Regions from separate parts of the Gossypium arboreum genome. Here region 1 is linked to region 2. A link is a contact called in public Hi-C data. All regions are on one chromosome and are shown on one strand. The core of a region is the stretch at or near the end of the contact, and the rest is flanking DNA. Distances in the headings are between cores, read along the strand shown. Region 1 holds the start of LOC108483646. Region 2 holds the start of LOC108480162 (60S ribosomal protein L6-1-like).

Region 1 (7,439 bases), core at 3,446-5,945, 160 kb after region 2:
AAATATATACCTTGAGATGGTATATATGTCATACCAATACATCATGTGCAAACATGTATATCTATATATATATATGCTAGAGCCGAATCTCAAAGTTGCTTATATCCAAATATAAACATATATCCAAAGCTCAAATCTTACCTAACATGCAATATGCATAAATCACACTTATGGATATACCATGGCGAATACACCACAACACCATACCGCTTCGATTTTGGTCACGGTTGAACAAGGAACTTAATGCCTCACTCGAAAGAAAAAAATGCTAAAAAGAAGATTTAAGAGTCATCAATCCACCTTCACATGCATCATTACTAAGCTTCATTTTAGCATGTAAATGACATCAACACCAAGCAAGAATGATGCATCCATGGCCGAGTGTCATTTCCATCACCTAACAAGATTTCGACCATGGGCTAGGTAGAACTCAAGCTACCAACTAAAACATGCATGCATCTCATGGACAACATCAAACATACCTTAGTCTAACAAATCACCATAGCCGATTGTTTCAAGCTCCTCCCTTCCTTTCTTTCCTCTATTCGCCAAGGATGAACCAAAGGACACACTTGTTTCCTTTTTTCCTTAGAGTTTTCAGCCAAAAGAAGTGACAATTGATGAACACTTTTTTTTTCTTCTTTCCCCTCAACTCACGACAATGGGAGAAACAATCACCTTCTCTCTTTTTTTTTTCATTTCTTTATTCCTCACCTTAGTTTAATTTTTCCTCCCATATTGCACCAACAAAACATGTCTATGACATGTTTTGCCCATCCTCCCTTGTCATGGCCGGCCACCACTTATAAAAAGAGGGTTATTTGACATGCAAGACCATTGTTTTGCATGCATTCTTTAATTAGTTATCACACATTTCCCTATCCTACTTTCAAAGTTTACTACTAGGTCCTTTTTAGTGAAATTCACATTTATAACCCTAAATCAAATCATCAAAAATGTCACACACGAATTAACACATATCATAGGCATCAAAATGAATATTAAATTATTTTTATGCCTCAGTTTTGTGGTCCCGAAACCACATTCCGACTAGGGTCGTTTTAAGGCTGTCACAAAAACACTCTCCTTGTTGCATGAGCCCAGTACCTGACAATCTGGGATATGTGAAAATGTAGAAAGGAGATATGTTTGTGATGTCTCTGATAAGGTAGCTATATTGCAAATTGGACTAACAGATCATGATCCGGCCTTGCGAGAGAACACATATTCAACTTAACAAGATGATATGAGGAGTTATGGTGGAATATGAATATGACTGATGTGTGATTATGAATTTTGAATTATGGGTCCAAGGTTGGCACAATGATGAGTCATTTGTAAACATGCATGGTTGTGAGAGATATGTATAAGTTGGCATATAGTGAACTCACATGTACTATGTGTAAGTTGGTGAAATGTGTACGCATGGCTATTGTGTGTTATATCTAATTTGGCGAAGTGTTTCTGCCAGAGAACTCTAGATGACATTTTAGCGTATTGTGTTTGTACGATAGAGTCTCATGAAAAAGTCTATTTTTCTTATTGGTATTGATGCTTGTTGATTAACAGTATTCCTGTAAATTTTTTGTGTCTATTTTTGGAACTCGCTAAGTTCAATTGAACTTATTCTGTTACTTTTCCTTTTCAGGCGTGTTGATAATAGAGGAGGAATCGGTTGAAGGGGACTACGCCAGAACTGCGGTTATGAGTGAGCCACTTGCTTGTTTTTGTATCATGCATGACTATTTTGGCGGGTGGCATATAGATCAATTTTGTAATCAACTTATGTAATTATCTATATCTTTTGCATTGTTTCTGTTTTAAAAAGAGAATTGCCCCTTACTCTGAAAGTATAGGCCAAACTCTAGTGATTTGTTGTTTATGAGATCATCATTTATATGTATACGTCAAAGTTGGATATAGATTTTTCTTTTAAATTCCTAACAATTTTATTTAAAAATGCATTACAAAATGAAAGAAAAATAATAGTTTTTAACTAAAAGGGAAATCTTCATAATTGTTTTTCTAAAAATTTAAGTTAAGTCGAAAGGTTTGAATCTGCCGGTAGCCCTAGTCCGTTGGGCAGTTTGTCTGACTGAATGTTATACGCCATGTTTTCTTGATGGGCTAAAGAGTGTTACAGTGTATCCTTTCCAACACCGTATAAGGGAACCTTCTTAAAATGATGCTAAAAACAATATTATGAGATGATCCTATCTATCTCTTAAAACGGAAAAAAACAAATATTCAAACGAAAAAGGTTAAGTATGATTTTTGATCTCACAACTAGACTTGATCATGGGTTGACCGATTCGGGCCAGGCCAATGCAAAAATTTATGCTCATTTTCTAAGCTCAGGCCCGACCCGAAAAATGGCCCTAAAATTTTGTCCAGGCTCGACCCAAATTAAAAATGTTAAATCCCGTCAGTATTAATTTTTTTAGATTATTATTTTTATATAAAACAAATTTAAAAATATAATACATCAAATACACTAAAAATATTAAAATAAATATTTCCCAACAAATTGAAAATAAATGAAAAAAGTGTTTATACTTAAATAACAATAAGATAATTGCAACTTAGTAAATAAATACCTCTAAAATAGACACAAAAAAGAGCTATACAATATTCAAATAATAACAACAAAATAGAAACAATACAATAGCAAGATGGCAGCAAAACAACAACAAAAGAGAAAGCTTGGGTTGATTCAGGCCGAGCCAAGTTCGAGAAAGAAAATTTTACTCAAGACACAACCCATTTAAAATTTGATCTACCTTTAACTAAAATATAATCTAATTACTCATAATATATATATAAAAAAAAAAGAGTAACGGGATCAATGGCGCAAGCAAATTAAAGAAAGAAATTGAATTTTGTTTTTCTTTCCAAAGCCAAAACATGGAACCACCCTTCCCCTCCAATTTTCAGTGAAATTAATTTCTAGTGGTATACCCCTATACAATTTCTTAAAGGTAAATTAAATATTTATTTAAATAAAATATAAGGGATAAAATTTAATTCGATTAAATTCCTAATTAATATTTTTATAAATAATATTTAAATAAAATAAAATTTTCTTAAAATCTAAAAAGCATTGCAGGTCAAATTGCTACTCTTATATCCAAATCTTCCAAGTGACTCTATATTTTTATTTATTCTTCACATTTTAGATTTATATTACATCCACATAGAAATTAAAAATAAACGTAAAAATTAGTAGCATCATGTCTAAAAATTTATTAAAATAAAACACATAAATATGTCAATTTTTCGTGCACCATCAACATTGTAGGTGGTGTGGAGAACCACTAATGATGAGGGTTTTAAAGGTTTTGAAGTGATATTTGAGTAAAATTTAAGTTGCAAATTTCGTTTTGTAATCCTGATTTCGGAAAAAAGAATTATTTATAAGTGAAAAAAAGCTTGAATAGTCTCGTATTGTATGATTGTTTTATTAGTAGAGTCTAATTTAAATATAAATTTATGTGTAATTTAGATATATCTTGTTGTGACGAACTTTATAATTGGTGAAGAGAATAATAATGAAATTAGATTTAATATGATGGTTGTGTTTGATGGCATCGCGAGGAAACTCTTTACATCGTGCAGGATGTACATGCATGAGAGCCGTAGTAGGTACCCAGGCAGGGGTATAACAAGTGTAAGTAATTGGTCATATTATATGTATGGTCTTTGTACTATACGATCATTTATTTAATCCCTCCACTAGAATTAATCATTTGTATTTTTTTAATTTTTAATATGTACATTTATGGTTTTAGACTAATTTATTTCATCAATTTCTTTAAATAATTTGGCATAATTTATTTTTAAACATGTGACATATACTTTTTTTATTATAATCTAAAAAAAAATAAAAAGAGGAAATTATGTATAAATTTCAGTATTAATTACACCAATAGTCATTAAATTATGGATAAGTATTTTTTTGTCACTTAATTAAAAAGTTATAATTTGATCACTAAATTATTCAAAAAATTCTATTTAAGTAATTGAACTATTAAAAGTTCTTACTTAAGTTATTTGGCAATTATGTTATTTTTTTTAAAAAAGTTTGAGTTCCAAGTAATGATTTGACAATTGATATGATGGATCAACACTCATTGACGAGAAGAATAATAGTTGTTTGAATTTTTGTTTACAGATTCGTGACGTCTAAAGCTATTTCATGAAAAAAGCTGAACTATAGAAGACAAGAAAGAGAGAGCTTTTGATTTGTATAGATAATGTAAATAAAAAAATCATATAATATCGATTTTAACAATTTCAATTGACTTAAATGAAAACTTTTGAATAATTTAATGATCAAATTATAGTTTTTAATTAAGTGATCAAAATAAAAATTTATTCATAATTTAGTGACTAATGGTATAATTTACCCTAAAATTTATCGAACTATATAAAAATATTAAGGATACATTACCGCATGTTTGAAAAACCATATCAAACTTTTTGACATAATTAATGGAAAAAATATTTCAGGATTGAAAATATATATTAAAAAAAAAACCAAAGAGATTAGATATAATCCAATTATAATAGAAGGACTAAATCTAACAAAATGCATAATAAAAGGACCTTTCTATAAAATTTGACCTAAATATCTGATTGCCTCTACTAACGTTACATCCCAGTAAATCCAGCCACGTCAGCGGTTCCACCATACCCGATCCCACCTAACCGCACCCAACCACTCACTCTTCCCCTTCAACAACATCATTCATTGCTCGAAGATCTGCAGAACAAAACTCTTCTATTTCATTTTTTTCATTAGCAAAAAAAGCCTATCTTAAATCAAAGCGATGGCCGACCCCATAGAACCATCAACGTCATCGAGCGACCCGAATTCGATTCCAATACCGACCGCTATCTTACACCCGCGACGCGAGCCTTTCGAGCACGGTCTCCTAACAATCCAGAAGCTCATATTCAACGACCCCGTCCAAGCACTAACCCCTCTAAAGCAAAAATTCGCATCCCCCTCAACTGAACGAGTCGACTCGGCGGCCCTCGCTGAATTGCTACAGATCTCATTCGACCATTCGCGTCTCGTCCTTGAAACTCTCGCTTCTGTCCTCCACTCGGAACCCGACCCGCTCGTAACCGCCCTGCCGGATGATGTCGACTCCATTGGTGCCGATTTGCGTGATCTGATCCTGTTTTTGTATATTCAATCGTATAAGAGGCTTTTGCCGCGCTCGCACAAGGACTCCGCTGCGGTTGCCGATGTCTGGCCTTCCATGTCAGCATTCGATGGTTACTTGTCGGCCCTTTCGCCTTTGCAGGTAAGGAGCCTGACCCTTCGCTATCCCTTTTTTTTTTTCTTTTTTGGTGAAATGTGTTTTTTTTAATTGAATTTGTGGTTATTGGAACTTAGGTGGTTATTGATTTAATTTCAATGTCGTTTATACAATTATGGTAGATTGATGGTTACTTTTAGGAAAATAAACGCCTTTGATGCTGTGGGCTTATGAAATTCGCGAAAAGTTGACTCTTGCTCGGCATTGGGAAAGAACAAATGTGATTCTGTTTTGACTAACGGAAAGATGTCTTCGAGGATTTAATCTTTTAGATAACTGAGGCTATGTTTGGTTTTGGAAATAGGATGCAAAATCTCTTAGTAAACTAAAGGCAATAATATTTTTGAAGTATTAATTTAACTTTCAGATGCCAACAATGCGTGATATATGTTTATATGGAACAATTATGTGTGAGTTTGCTTAACATTTTACCATTATTTTTTTTATTGATAAAATAGGATTTTGTTTTAATTTTTTGTAAAATTCCATTTGGTTGATGTTTTTGTCGCTTGCTTTTTGAAGCAAAAAGGATGTGCAATGCATACTTCTTGAACAATGCATTTATAAAAACAACAATTTTAATAAATTAAAGTTAAAATACAATTCCCAATGAGGCCTTGGCCCAAATGGTAAAGGCGGAGGCCTTGGGTCCCAGGTTTGAGACTTACCATGCGTAATTATATGCGTAGGTGTTTGAGTCCCATCTGTGCAGTTGTCGTGTGAGTTTTAGTCGAGTTTCTTAGCTTTCGTATAATTTTATGCATGGTGTCTGAGTCCCATCATGTGCAGTTGTCATGTGTGAGTTTCCCATCATGTGCAGTTGTCATGTGTGAGTTTTAGTCTAGTTTCTTAGCTTTAGTATGGATTGTACTAGTTCTTAGTCTATTTGTGCTGCAATGGTTCGATTCTACTTTGTGGTACCTTGGGTAGTCCGTTGTAATAGTTTGATGCTTGTGGTTACTTGGACATGTATTTGTACCTTGATTGTACTTGTTACACTTAAAAAAAAAAAGTTAAAGTAAAATTGATTTTGTAAGTAAACTGCATGAGTATGCCTTTATGTAGAAAATTATATGTTGGCGTTGCATTTTAGTTATATTCATTTTTAATAAATTATTAAGTTGCTCAATTATTTACTTTTTTTTAATACTAACTTTTAGGAGGTGAAAGGCAAATAGAGGAAAATAAGTCGTAATCATAAAATAACAACCAAATAGATCATAAATCATTCAGCTAAAGGCAAAAAAAAAAAAAAAAAAAAAAAGGAAAAAAGAAAAGAAAAGAAAACCCAAATAGACCATTAGAAAAGAAAAAGAAATCTGCAAAAGTGATAAATAAAAGGAAGCATAAGTTTAAAATTATAGTATTCATTGTGTTTGGTTGTACTGTTTGTTTTCTTAATTTAATTCTTCATCCAAAACATTGTTGCATTTAACCTTAGGAAGTTGGGATGGGTGTTGGACACAAATAATCATTAATTTAGCCAAACCCAAATAGATCATTAGAAAGAAAAAAGCAAGTAGCAGAAGTGAAAACCAAGAGGGAGCATAAGTTTAAAATTATAGTCTGCTGTATTTGGTTATACTGTTTGTTTTCTTATTTTTAGTTCTACGGAATGTATTGTTGCACTTTTAAGCCTAAGAAGATGAGATGGGCCCTGGGTACAAACGTAATGAATAGAGATGCAGTGTTTTGAATTGCTTAGTTTGATTGTTCATGTTTTTATTTTTTCCATCTCCCTGCTGCTTTAAGATTTCTATAATATATGACTAATTTAGCTGGTACCGTGTCTGGGAAGATTATTATTAGTATTTCAGATAATGGGAGCATTTGTTAAACGATATATCCAGCTATTTATCTCATTAATATGGATGTCACCATTCTGTTAATATTTGTTATGGTTATAGATCTATTTGCTGTTCAAAGTTAATGGCTTTAGACTCTTAATTTGTGGTGATACACACTTAAGACTTACTGTCTGGTTCTTCTCTTTGTAGCTTGTCCGCAGCAACAGCCGCCGATTTATGCCATCACAGGCTGATGAAGAGGTCCACCAGCTGTCCTATCTACAAAAGCACTTGGCTAATATTCTCTCTCTTCTGTCAGAGCATG
Region 2 (6,964 bases), core at 2,382-4,881:
TCGGCCCAGAAAATAGGTTTAAAATTTTACCCAAGCCCTATCTAGATAAAAAAGATAAAACTTAGGCCCGACCCAGCCTTCCCTATTAATTTTTATATTATTTTATATAATTTTTAAATATATATAATACATTAAAAATACTAAAAACATCAAAATAAATATTTCTCAACAAATTGAAAATAAATTTTTAAAAAATATGTAGATTTAAATAACACTAAAATAAATGCAACTTAATAAACAAATGTCTCTAAAATAATAAAAAATTAACAAATGCCTTTAAAATAATAACAAAATTAACAATAAAATAAGTTTTATACAATATCTAAACAATACAATAAAATAGTAGCAATATAATAGTAAAATGGTAGAAAAATAGGAGAAAACAAGAAAATAACATTAAAAAAAAAGAGCAGATTTTTTTGTCCTTTAGTAAATTCCGGCCAGACCAGGTTCGGGCCAAAAATATCTTACTTGAGACCTTCCCACATTTCAGGCAAATCTTCAGACCGGGCCGAATAGCCCAACCTATGATTAGATCTAATTCACTATTTTGAGAAAAAAAAAACGTAACATATACCAAGGAGTTTAGCTATATTCGTGATTGGACTAATTTAAATTGTTAATATTAGTAAAATAACCAAATCATATAAAGACTAATGACTTAAGTTTTAGATTTAGTTTCACCTGATTCAGATCTATATGTTTACTTTTTCCCATTGCAAGTATAATGGTAAAAACTTGAATTTTGGTATTCTATTATGCTCACATTTCATATTTTAGTATTTTACATATTTTTTAATTTCTCAATGTATTTATTATAGTATGCTCAATAACTAATTATCCGCATTTTATAAGAACATTAAGAGATAAATGGTAACCACGAGTTAAAACTACTTCATACTAATACAAAAATCAACCCGTCGACCACTAATTAAGCAAACAAACTCTTGTCATCTCACTAACTCTCGTGATTATTTAATCTTTACATTTTAGTTTGATATAAACATCAATAAATCTAAATAGTTAAACATTCAATGTTAGCTATTTTAATTAATTTTGTTACAGTCAATATTTTTAATGAAATACTATTTCATCAAAAACATTTATTTTAGTGGCATGATGAAATTAAATAAGTGTTACTAAAAAACACCATGTCAGCTATCAAAAATATTAAAGGTGATAATTTGAACTAATAAATAGCATGACCCTTTTTCAAATTCATTATAAGATATTTGTAGAATTCTGGTTTAGATCTCACTACCATGTTTGGGATTTAAATTTTATATTTTAATTTAACATAAGCCTTAGTTCAAATTGTTATTATCTTTAACTATATTGATTAAAATGATTATATCTCTTAAAAACATGTTTCTAACACCATATATATATATTCGCATGGAATTGGAATGGATATCTTTAAGAAAATCTCAATTTCAACATTTTAAATAAAATAATATAATTAAGAATATCAACTATTTCAACAAAATAATGATCTTATGTAAAAAATCAAATTTTATCGAAACATAGTAATTCATACTAATTACTTTTGGTTGACTATTATTTATGAAATTTTACGAAATTAATGATAAAAGAAATTTCCAGTCAAAGCTGGGAAATTATAACTAGATATAAAATATAGGAGAGTGGGGTTTAAGGTTTTTTTTTTTTTTATATATAAATATTAAATTACCCATCTAACTTTACTCTTTTGTAAATTTATTTTTTATTATTTTTCTTTTTAGCTGGCAAAATCATAATGGTTTTCCCTTACAACACTCTAGTATCTAGTGGGCAAAATTCCATACAATTAACTTCAATAACAAAAAATAAAAACAAAATCCAGTGGAGATTAGAAGAAAACAAAAATGGAAATTTGGGGTTCTTGCCTCAGATTTAGGTTTACCTATATAGCATCCGAAAATAGGATCAATGATACTCAAAAACCGAAACAACACCAATGTAAAAGCACTTAGCTAACAACTTACTTCTAGAAGACAAGTTCATGCGGTTTCATGCCAGACTTTAGCGAAAATCTTGCGGCAAGGTAGGCCTTCAAGTCTGGGACTCCCTCGATGGACTTTATTAAAGAGGCATCGACAGATTTCTGATCTTCTTTCTTGTCTTCTGGCAGTTCCTTCTTATCCTATACCATTTCGATAAAATTAAAGGAACTCAAATCAGATTTGCTTAATTATGACAAGCTTATATAATAGTAAATGCAATATAACTAACCTCTTTTTCAGCTTCAAAAAACTCCCCTTCGCTCTTCTTCTTTTTCTTGTCTACTTCCTTGGCAAAGTACTTATCATCAAACTTCTCTACGTTAACTCCGGAGATGTCAACCTTAGTGGAAGTCGCAATGACATAGGATTGGTTCACACGCCTTAAAGGAACGCCATTAATCTTGAACGGTCCTACAATGAAAACAAGTTCCCCACATATGAGCAAAGCATGAAATTCAAACAACCAACAAGTAATGATAACCGAGCCTCCTCCTTAAGCCAGGAGAGGCAAACATAGATACCAAAACAGTTAGCATACAAGTAAATCTCAGGTTATGATTTCACGATCGCAGCACTTAAACACCAGACCATTGAATGTTAAACAGGATATATTATGATAGAATCTAACATATAAGTAGAAGTAGAACCAAAGCCAAAATACAGCAATAGAAAAAACATCAGTTCAAGCATTCAGAGTCCATACTACAGATATTGACATTATTAAAAAAAAAAATAGTAGAGTTAAGCATGATTTGAAACTTTCTCAAACACAAGGGTGTACATTTTTACCGAGTCTGTGGTACTCTTCAACCGGGTCTCAACTCTCTTATTTTAAGAAGAATAGAGATTATTTTGAGGACAATTTGTCTTTTTCATACAGATTCTAGAAACATATTTGCAGATAAAGAAATTTGAAGCCAAAACATGATAATTTTTAATAATTCAACTTTGGCATACTTGGGTTGTTATATCATTTTATGAAATTTGTTAAAATAAAATTTTCAGATATGGGTCTAGTATCTATAATATCATTCCATAAAACAAATTCCAAATAAACATTCAGCAAATGAAACAAAAGTTAGAGGATAAAAATGGTTACCAGTAACCAAAAGAAGCCCAGAAGGAAGTTGCTTTAAGAAAACAACTCTCTTCCCCATAAATCTACCAGCCAACAAAATCAGCACCGTCCCAGGCGTAATGCTTGCTCTAAACAAATTAAACCCCCCAAAAAAATGATCCAACATTAAGAAAGTAGCAACTTCTAAAATATCTACAAAACAAATAAATAATGATTAGAGAGAAGAACCTGAGCTTGGTGGGTTTAGGCTTGCGCTTGTTGAGAAGGGGCTTCTTGACATCCTCAGCAGGGTAAAACTTGGGGGGTTTCTCGGCGGAGGCGGGGACCTTAGGTTTGGGGTCATGGCGGGGGAAAAAGCCGCCGTTTTTTGCCTTGATGGCCCAAAGGCCACGCTTGTGGTACATCTTAGACCTGGAATACTTGCCGACGCCACGAATGAGATCTGGGTTTCGGGACTTGACGGGGGTCTTCCTTTTGGCCGCCATATTCTTCTCTAAACCCTTACGCTCTGATGCTGATGTTCAGTGAGGCGTCTAAACGATGCATTCATTGACTCCAAGTGATTAGGGCTTTTTATGGTGAATTCAGTTTCCAACTGACTTTCGGGTTTGGGCTTGATTGCATGATCCAATCCAAAATAATGGCCCAATTTTTTTGGACGTAAAGACATTCTTTTCCCGTTTTCGAGAACAAAAGTAATGAAAGCCCAAATAACCAGCCGAAAATGAGCAGTGGAATAACAAAAAAATAGACGCCGTCTGTGGGAATCGAACGCACGACCACATGGTTAAAAGCCATGCTATCTACCGACTGAGCAAAAACGGCGAGGCCGGTTTCCGATAATTAATATTTGATTTTTAAAATGGATTAATTAACTTTACCCGATAATAGTTAGAATAATTTTCAAGTTTGTACATTTTCTTATTCAAATACATATGTTTTGATTTCGTGTAATTACATGTTTAACTTTGATTTTTATCAACTACTGTATACTCGTATGCTACTAGCTTCATTCCTAACCATTCCAATCACCTCGTAATGCTCAATTAGTATAAAGATATCCTTATATAAGGTTCAATCTCATTAAAACTCTTTTTTTTTTAAATAATTTTAGTTTATAAGTGTAATTTTAAATTTTAGATCAATTTATCCTTTATTTTTATTGTTTTAATCACTTTAATCTTTTTCTCGAAAAAACAAGTCTAATTAAAAATAAAAATTCCTTTTTTTTCTTAACAATGGAATAGTAGACGTTATATTATATTTATTGTGATGATTTATTTATTAGTATATTAATTATTTTAATATGATTGATGATACAATCATTTTTATGAATTATTATAATTAATAATTATATATTTACTTTAACATCATATAGTTACTCATTAATATATAAATTGTAATACAAAATAAGAATTACAATGATTCGTAATTTTATGAGAATTGAGACTAAAAATATTAAAAACTAAATTTGTTAAAAAAAAACAAATTCTATAACAAGTCTATTTAGTAATATGTGTTTTAGATAATCTTACAATTTGTCAAACAAACACTTGAATCCTATACTTCAACTAAATTATCCAAATAAGGTAATGTAACATATTTGACATTCTGCTCTATAAATTTTGTATTATAATCCTATTACAAAATGAATTTTACTTTCCTTGAACTAGACTCCTCTCATTATTTAAAGTACAAAAATAATATTTAGCCAAAGATGAAAATGAATTAATCTTTTTGCTTAATGTCACTAGTAAGTGAAAATGAATTAAAATTTCATATATATAATTAAAACAAACCAAAATTTTAGTATTGCATTGCAAATTGAATTTATTGTGTAATTTGAAAGTTTATCTCAGATAAAATTCTCAACGTCATTCAAATAGTAATGGATCTTTACATTTAATTTGAAACATATGATAAATTCTTATATGTTAGCTTCGATTTTCCAAAAAAAATTTCAAAATTCAATCAAATGTGTATAATTTATTTTCAAGTGTTTCAAACTTAAAAAATAATATTCTCAAATGACTTAAATAATTCACAAATATTTTTGAACAACTCCAACACCTTTCAAAATTGTTTCTAAGCATTAAAATGCATTTCTCAGGTCAAGTATTGAGACATAGTCCTCAAATTCTCAATATCTCCCAACCAATTTCAAACAAGCATTTTGACAAAGGTATAGTATGATACTTATGTGCCAAGTCTCGAGGCTTAGCACTGCGAGTATCAAGACTTATAGAATAGTAAGCATAGGCCTTTTGAGAGCAATATAGTCTTGAAACTTATTGGCTTAAGTATCGAGACTTACTCCTCAAGTCTTGAGACTTGTTGTTAGGTATTGAGACCTCAAGATTTTTAATGGTTATTTTTCAACCAAGTCTTGATACATGTCCTTTAAGTATTGAGACTTGACTCTATAATTTGTATTAAATGCTCAAGATTAATTCTTCTAATGGTTAGAAACTCCTTCCAATGGCTTCAAACGTTAAAAATTGGTTAGAGGATATATATTCAAGTCAATAACACTTGAAGACTATAGAGAGCAACATTAAAGCTAAACGATGACTAGAAAATTTTTCAAATCTTCATTCTTTCATTTTCTCTTGTAAATATTCTTTAGGAGCTTAGTGTCAAATCTTTTATCATTCACATATATTTGTATGTATAGCTCATACTTGTAAACATCTACCTTCATAGAGGCTGCCATTATTCTTTATTCATCTTGTCACCAATTGTAAATTAGGATTACTTTAGTTGAGTCATAAAAACTAAAGAGGGTTCTAGTTTAACCATAAAAGTTAGGGGAAATGTTCTATCTAAGCTTTGAGAAAAATATAGAATTGTAAATGTTATACCTTCTCCTTGAAAGATATCAATTCTTATAGTGAATTGAGAAATCATTGGTTACCAAGGTAGTGAATGTAGGGAATTGGAGTCAAACTACTATAAATCGATTTTTCCAAGCAATTCTCTTTTTCTCTTTTAATTTGGAATAATTTGTAAAGATTTTTAAAATACCAATTCACCCCCTTGGTAATTTCACGCCTAAAATTAACGTTATTTATGATTTTTTTTCCATCATTACAATATTGGTGAAAGAAGGATGATAGGATTTGAACCTGTAACATCTAGAAGTTAGAAAAAAATTTAACCACTACTTCAAACAAGACTGGACATTATTTATGAACTTAATCCACAATCAATGTATTAAAAGCCACTTCTATACTCGTATTTGTAAATGAATAATTATTTGATACAAAGTAGATACATTATTACTTAACTCCATTAAAAATATTGGAGAAAAAAAGCAAGAGTTACTAGAACTAATTATTTGGTGGTTCTTCTATAGATGTTGAAAACTTACATTTCCTTAGATGTTGATTTTATTTTTAATCACCGTACACAACTCCATGAAGCTTTATCTCATTTTGCATTATTTATTCTTAATTTAATATTATAAAATTTATAAGGTAGTTTATTCATAAAAAACAATTGTTAGTTATTTTAAATTTAATATTGTATAATTTATAATATAAATTTTATCATAAATAGAATTATTTAAGACAAATTAAGTATTTATCGAAACTATCTACATCCACATTTAAAAGAAATTCAAAACAAATGTAGGCAAAATTAGTTAAATGGATTGAATTTTATTGTCCTTTGCTCATTACTCATATTTTATTAGATGTTTAGGGAAAAATAAACATTGATGCATCAACAAACCAATAACCAAATAATTATTTTTGCAATAACATCGACACGATTGAGTGTATTTTCAATAATGGGTTCCTAGATCATTGAAAAGTTGAAAGACCAAAGTTAGAACATAGTATAGTTCCATAAGATCTGTTTCATGTTTCAATTCTCATCCAAA

Evidence for each region. A called contact is a pair of places that touch in the nucleus more often than the background predicts.
Region 1: a contact with region 2 is called in a Hi-C map of leaf, with 2.9 times the contacts expected there. The contact joins the promoter of LOC108483646 here to the promoter of LOC108480162 in region 2. A contact is called at or near these places in 2 of 5 Hi-C or Micro-C datasets (both in leaf).

Annotation. Positions count from the first base shown.
Region 1 is chr1:67,082,782-67,090,220 of ASM2569848v2, forward strand. LOC108483646 reads left to right here and starts at 4,696. Exons shown (of 8, transcript XM_053028921.1): 1 at 4,696-5,312; 2 at 7,325-7,439. The coding sequence starts at 4,830.
Region 2 is chr1:66,926,505-66,933,468 of ASM2569848v2, forward strand. LOC108480162 (60S ribosomal protein L6-1-like) reads right to left here and starts at 3,632. Exons shown (of 5, transcript XM_053028912.1): 1 at 3,310-3,632; 2 at 3,103-3,209; 3 at 2,233-2,414; 4 at 1,986-2,143. The coding sequence starts at 3,566. The coding sequence ends at 1,988.